Regions from separate parts of the Anas platyrhynchos genome. Here region 2 is linked to region 1. The links are chromatin contacts, called in public Hi-C maps. All regions are on one chromosome and are shown on one strand. The core of a region is the stretch at or near the end of the contact, and the rest is flanking DNA. Distances in the headings are between cores, read along the strand shown.

Region 1 (3,466 bases), core at 384-2,883:
AGCAGCATCTGCTCTCCAGCCTGTTGCCTCCCAGACCCATCCAGGTACCAGGACGGATGTGCTCCAGCACAGACATCAGGGAATTTGAAGCAGGCAGAGACAAGGCCCACCCTGGCCAGCAGCATCACAGCTCAGCTGGGCACATGAAGCTACCTGTACTCCTCTATTCCTCAATTTCCTTGGCAGAGCACTCTCTTTTTGTAGGTTTAGGAACGGTTCTTACTGTGTTTCACTTGAAAGGAATCTTGCTCTATTAAATATGCACGCTAGCTTCAGGAGGTGCTTTCTAAGCCCGAGCACTCCTGGGTTCAAAACTCCCAAGAACTCAGAGCAACACTTACAAACCTGAATTATCAACATTATTTGGCAGCATTGCAAGACAACCACTTATAAACTTGCACGGACACATTGCAGGCTCTGCTGGAGAGATGAGTTTGGCTCATACATCAGTAGCCTTCTGCCCTCCTCCTCTGTTCATTGCAGCTCCCTTGTCCTCTTGCACTTCATCCCATTGGCATAAAGCATGGGGTGAGAACACCACTTTTTTATTGGGGTGAGAACACCACTTTTTATTGTGGCAGCAGCCCAGGCACTAACTGGAGAGCAACCCCCCAATTTGTGCTGTACGAGTCAACACAGAGACAGATGATACTCAACAACGTAACTATTTGATATGAAATTTGAGGATAGGGTAAAAAGAGACTGCAGTTTACTCCTCTTTGCTGGGTTAGTTTCTGCAATCAGCACACACATACGTCACTTACTTTCGGGTTGTTTTTCATTAGGTGTTATCGATCTCACGAAATCCTGTGGCGTCATGAAAACCTCAGACTCGCCGTGCTCATTTATCACTTTCAGAGTGGCGAAGTATCTGAAGATTTTGTCTGGCGTGGAGTAGGCTCTGATCCTGTTCTCGTACTCCATCACCTGGGAATCAAACATAACCAGCATGAGATGTGCACGGTTCCACCCCAGACACCTAACCCAGTGTCACAGGATTACACTGCGAGCCTTCACTAGCGGTAAGTTTTGTCTCTCCTCTGCCACCATGAAGAGTCAAATGAAAAAGCCCTGAAGACACTTCCACGTATAACACCAAAAAGCACTAACATCAAATGGGTTAATCTAAAGCGTCTCAGCACTTCTAACCAAATTCACTGTGTCGAACAGTCTGGTTCATGACTATGAATTGAAAGAAAAAAAAAAGTCATCAAGAGATGGGAAAGTCCTTCCCCTTCAAGCTGGGCCTTGGAGAAAATGACTTGGAGCCTCAGCTGGTTGCTCGGGCATTGAGCCTCTTCTGCCCTCTTTCCTATCACCTTGGCAAAACTGCAAAAGTGTTGGTTAGCCAGTCTTCTCCGTGCTAATTTGCCACTGGCTACCTCTGCCAGCAGTGATTTTGCACCTAGAACTATTTTCCCCAAAACACAGGACTAGAATTAATCAGAGAGCAAAGCTTTTGTAATCAAAACCATGACCTAGGGGGAAAAAGGCACCAAGCCCTACACTTCATCATGCGTTAGAGCAGACGGCTTCTCTTATTAGTTTAGCTCGTTGTTTCTGCATTATTACACGCCCTGTTTAACAGTCCATCTTGTTCTTGAAGCTTTCGGTACTCCTGGCCAAGAGCCACAAAATAAAACAACAAAAAAAACAACAATCAGCTGGAAGAGACCAGGCAAGATCAAGGGTGCTGCCAAGGCATCTGTAAATAATTTACTCCTTTGGTCCTGTTTCAGCCTTGTCCTTTCACTCGGACAACTTCTCCACCCTGATGTTTATCGGGGAGAAAACACCCTCTCTCATTTTTCATATTTCTAGGACAAAACGAGGCTTCTCATCCCTCCAAGGGACACAGAGCCTTCCTCCCTACACGCGGTGCAGCTCCGCTCCCCGGCAGCCTGTGGCTGGGGGACGAGAAAGGTCCCACCTGCAGCCGCAGAGGTACTGATACGGCTTTGACATCATCTCACACTCCTCCTAACATCACCGTAGCTTTTTTTTCATACCGAAGCCCATCAGGACCACAGCAATACCCTTGCATCAACCCCTACGCCAGCTCCCTCTTTCCTCTTTTCTTCTTTTTTCACACAACGTTTTTGTCACCTCTTCCTCCTGTCCCCAGCCTTTGCCCCTACAAACCTAATCCCGTTTTTATTGCCCAAGTCCACAAGGTCCTCTAAGATATGGGGACTGAACAAAGACCACTTGGCAGCACGAGGTGGCTCCCAAAAGCAATAACGAAGCAGCAGCTTGAGTAATTCAGTCTGGAAGAAAGAAGTCAGATCTAAACCACCTGTTCCAGCAGGCTGCTCTCATCACAACCGAAATCACACTTTCCCAAACTTCCCAGGGAGATGAGCAAACACAGCAATCCGGCCTCCTTTTGCCCACAGCTGAACTCACAATTACCTCATTTCTGCTAACATCATCTTCCTAACTGGCAGAAATGAGCAACCACCCCACGACCTGCCCCTCTGACTTCAGCACCCGGCTGAACACAAGGGCAGCTCGTGAAAGGGATGGCTGGGGCTCGCCGAGTGCTAACAGCTCGCCTGTTTCAGACCCAGTGCTAAGCACACCCCCATTTAGGAGATTTTTAAGCTAATTCTAACCAACCTTGATAAAACCATCCTGGGCAGCCCTCCTCCACAACCCTCTTGCCTACAAGAGGCTCCAAGACACTTCCCTGGCCAAGCACGCTCTTGTTTTATTATTATGATGGCATTTCTTACAGAGCACGTGCTGGGGAAGGAAGATGAGCAAGGAATCCCAAAGCTGATGCCACTGTTGCGTGGCACTGCTGCAGTCGTGTTGCTGCTAAGCTTTGTGTTAAGAGGAAAAAAATCCCATGCAGACATGAAAAAATAAAGCTCTAATTAGCATCTCAGTTCACAGCCTGACTGTACAAGAGAACGGGATCTCGGGCTGTCCTATACAAAGTCCTATACAAGGACCTATACAAGCATGGGTCACAGCACGTGCCCTGGCCTCATCCATGCAGCACCCAGCACCAGTGATTTGTATTTCGGCTTCCTCTTGGCTGAATCACTGCCCAAAATAGCAATGTCACATCTAATTTATTGCCTCACCGCCGATCAACTGCATTAAAAGCAACACTAGGATAACAAACAAGCGTTCAAATTAAGCTTAATTGGGAGTATTTGTCCTCAAGGAAAACCCCACGCTGTTTTCGGCTAGTAACAGGGAGATCTGGAAGGGGTTTTGCTGCGTCTTTTTCCTTTTTTTGGTAACAGAGAAGAGTCGGGAATTCCCTCGGTGCCACGCATGAACGGCAGGGGAAGCAGCACGCCCTTCTGAGTCAGGAGCCAGGGCACACCTTGCTCTGCAGCAGAGCAGAGAGCAAACATCCCTCCTGGGCTGAGTCACCAGGGCAGCTGCTGATTAAACACCACCCGCAACGAATCTGCTGAAACCCAGAGCTCAGCACCTGGCAGGCCAGCGC
Region 2 (3,371 bases), core at 292-2,791, 36 kb before region 1:
TCACCTTAGGTTTCTTAACCTTAAAAAGTATTTCATCCATTTTCCATTCGTCGAGGAGCTGCGAGGAACTGACACTTTCCAGCCCATAAAGAACATTCTCCTCCAGCAGCCCATTCCGCTGCAGACACGCAGCACACCGCCAGCGTTAACGAGCAGTTAAATGGACTCAGCTAACTGGACAATTACCCCCACAAAAAGCCTAGTCCTTCAGTCAGTTCCTTACTTTATAAAACTCCAAACAGAAGAGGGAATAAATTCAGGTTGGGTTCACAGTGGCTGCCTTGACGGCAACTTAATAAAACGCCGTTCATTAGCAGGATCCCACAGCCTGAGCACTGAGCACGTGGGCATTCACACACCAGGCAGAAGCCTTAGTGACCTCCGAATGCTGCCTTAACCACGTTCTGGCTGGGAGCATAAAATCCTCACTTCTGACACAAAGAAAAACCTGGCTTTACCCAAACCAGCTTGAACCTGCTCCGGAGAAGTGCGTTGCATTAAACCAAGTCAGTTCCACCTGGGGGCCAAGACAGACCCCAAGGAATCCCCATTGCTATTCTCGCACTCACATTATTTAAAACCAAATTTTGAAGCTTGGTGCTTGAAGTCAGGCTATGCAACTACAAGGAGGAGACTGGGTGCTGCTGTTAACTCATGGTGATGCACATTAAAAAGGGGACATTCAGTTCAATTCAAGGCAGAAGAGTCAGAATAGATGGACATTTCTTATTGAATGCTTACACAGCAGAAATGTTCACACCAGTGAAGCAAACGGGGAAAGAGTTTTGTGAAAGTTATAACTCCTGGTCTCAATCACCACTTACCAAGCCTAGGCAAGCCCCACATGGAGGACACACACCAGGACCTGCCTCCTGCTGCTGCAGCTCCACAAGAGCTCCAAAAAGCTCTCCGCCACTGCAGAGAGCTGGAGGTGTTCCTGGGGAGCACCACGCTCCTCACAAATTCAGCACGGACATGCAGCGCTGCCCTCTCCCTGTACACAAAAGTAAGTCAAACCTCCAGTTTGAGGATGTCGTGTTGCAGCTTGCGCTGGAATTCCAGGAAGTGGGAGATGGTGAGCTTCCCCTTCAGATCTGCCCCGAAGAAGTAGGTGGTCAGCGCAGAGTTGAAGCCGGTCTTCAGGGTGTTCCCAGTGGTCGACCGGTCTCTGTGGCGCATGCCCATGCTGGTTTGGGAGCGAATGATGCTCTGGACCTAAAAAAATTAAGAGGGAGGATGTTAGTACCAAATTCACTTGGATTGGACTTCTTTTAACCAAGTATCCTGGTTAGCTGGCACTAGCTCCAGCTAGCTCACATCGCATTTCCTTTGCCCCATGCACAAAATCGGGGTTTTTCTACCCAAGGGCACCCCTTCTTGCTGCCTGATGTTCTCTGCCACGACTGTAAGCTCCTCTATCACCCGAGCTTTGGGCAGGGGCTGCCCAAAGCAGAGCAAAGGGCTCCTCGGACAGCATCAGCCCAAACAACCCCCCGGCAGAACACACCCCACAACGCATCTGGGTTATCAGCAGACGGATATTTGCACAAACATGGCCAAGTGTGAGGTCAGGCACCATAACAGCGGCATCTTACAAAACCCTCTGCCCTGGGAATCCCAGCAAACCATCCGTGTGTGTGTCCTGGTCAAGTTCCGTGGTCTAGAAGCTGAATAAAACACCCAGAAAGTGAGAAGTCATGAGCAGGGATGGGGGAGCAGCTGCAGAGAAGAGTGAGTGCATGAACATCGTGCACAGCCCTGTGTTTAAAAAGGGATGGAGACTGCAGAGGAGAGGCGCAAGGTTTACCAGTTAAAAAACTCTTCCTCTCAAGCTCTCGGCAGCATGCCGTGCCTTCTAGAAGGCAGCACACGATCTTGTCCTCTGGTTCGCAGCAGCCCTGGAAACAGCAGCTCCTTCTTTTGCTTTGTGCTCCGCTTGAACCGTGAGCTCCGCACGCACGTTTCAGGCAAATATTTATCAGCTGCCTGAAGGGATGCGGTTTATGACCAGCTTGGAAACCTGCCCCTGCTTCTGCAGAAGCAAATGTTTACCCCGCTGCAGACGGTTCAATAGAGCATCTCCCCCCGGCTGTTATTTACAGGGCACCCCGGGCCAGGCAGCCCCGTGGCTCTCTCTCTTTCTCTCCCCATCCGTAAGAAGCCCCAGACAGTCTGGACGTCCATCTGTGGGCAGCGGAGCCAAACCCATTTGGCTGGTACCTATTTTCGGGAATTCTCCTAATACCCAGCAAGGCAGGCAGCCGCCACAAGTTGTTCTCCAGTCCTGCCAGTGCTGTCCTCCCCCACAGCTCATCGATCGTACGGCTCTGCACAGATGCTTTGCTGTCGTCTTTAGTTGTAAATGCATTTCAGCTTAAGCGTCTGATCTCTTTCGTCCTTTGGACCAGACAGGGGGAAAAAATCAAGGAAAATAGTTAAAAGCAATGGTTTGTAGAGAAATGATAACACTGCCTGTGAGTTAACTGCTTTCCATCCAGCATTTTAATTAAAAATAGGAGCGTAAACTAACAATTTCTGGTTTACATCCTGAAGGATGAGAAGCTAAAGACGATCCTGATGCAGGCACCAAACTATTTAGCGCTATGCGCTGTGTCTATGCATCAGCAGGAAAAAATCCGAGGCTCTTCAGCGAGGCACAAGAAATTAATATCTTCCTGGTGGGTAGTTAAAGCCTCTCACTCGCATATTAGCTCCATTACCACAAGTGATTTTTTTTTCCTTGATGAACACTCAAGGTCTGCAGATGTTAATGAGAAGAGAGACCTGCTGCTGGCTCTCTCCAAAGACGATGTGTGAAAACGGAGTATGAAATTCATTCCCACGTGCCCACAGCCAGCAGTGATGGTAGGATGCTCGAGCCCAATCTTTTCTTTCCCTTTTCCACAAAAAGGCACTGCCCTTTTAACCTGACGTCGCTTCTAGTGACGTATTCCCTAGGAAATGGCAATTCTGCCTGTCCCTGCCAGCTACAATGTTTATGGGACAAGTTTTCAAACCCTGCCATCCTTAAAATGTCCCGAGGCATCTCCATAAGGAGTGAGGAAATATTTCTTTTACAAATGATTGTGTCTGTGCTTACACAAAAACGAAATCCATGTGCCTGCCAGTGAAGCTATGTGTTTACCTGAATTTTGTTTGCAAAGTGCAGCAATCAGTTATGCTGCTATCTGCAAGGAGCAGATGGTGGCAATTTGCTTCAACTAACCATTTGGGTCAAAAGTGGTCTCCAACACTTTTCCTGGCTTCAATGTTGTCAGGTTCTTCTCACTTCCCGAAGCAGTCCCTTCATCCGCTGACTCAAAAGCTCTGCAAGATCAGTCTTCAATACATTCCGATGCTAAAAGGTAATT

Evidence for each region. A called contact is a pair of places that touch in the nucleus more often than the background predicts.
Region 2: a contact with region 1 is called in a Hi-C map of skeletal muscle, with 1.9 times the contacts expected there. The contact joins two enhancer-like sites.

The regions. Positions count from the first base shown.
Region 1 is chr6:6,724,733-6,728,198 of IASCAAS_PekinDuck_T2T, reverse strand. MICU1 (mitochondrial calcium uptake 1) reads right to left here. Exons shown (of 15, transcript XM_038181198.2): 6 at 765-927. Among named protein-coding and RNA genes, the nearest start is that of MICU1, 28 kb to the right of the region's middle. Within about 2 kb of position 1,633, at least 1 of the 8 cell types and tissues checked has an H3K27ac peak or open chromatin away from gene starts, as enhancers often do.
Region 2 is chr6:6,760,966-6,764,336 of IASCAAS_PekinDuck_T2T, reverse strand. MICU1 (mitochondrial calcium uptake 1) reads right to left here. Exons shown (of 15, transcript XM_038181198.2): 11 at 1,018-1,215. Among named protein-coding and RNA genes, the nearest start is that of DNAJB12, 17 kb to the left of the region's middle. Within about 2 kb of position 1,541, at least 4 of the 8 cell types and tissues checked have an H3K27ac peak or open chromatin away from gene starts, as enhancers often do.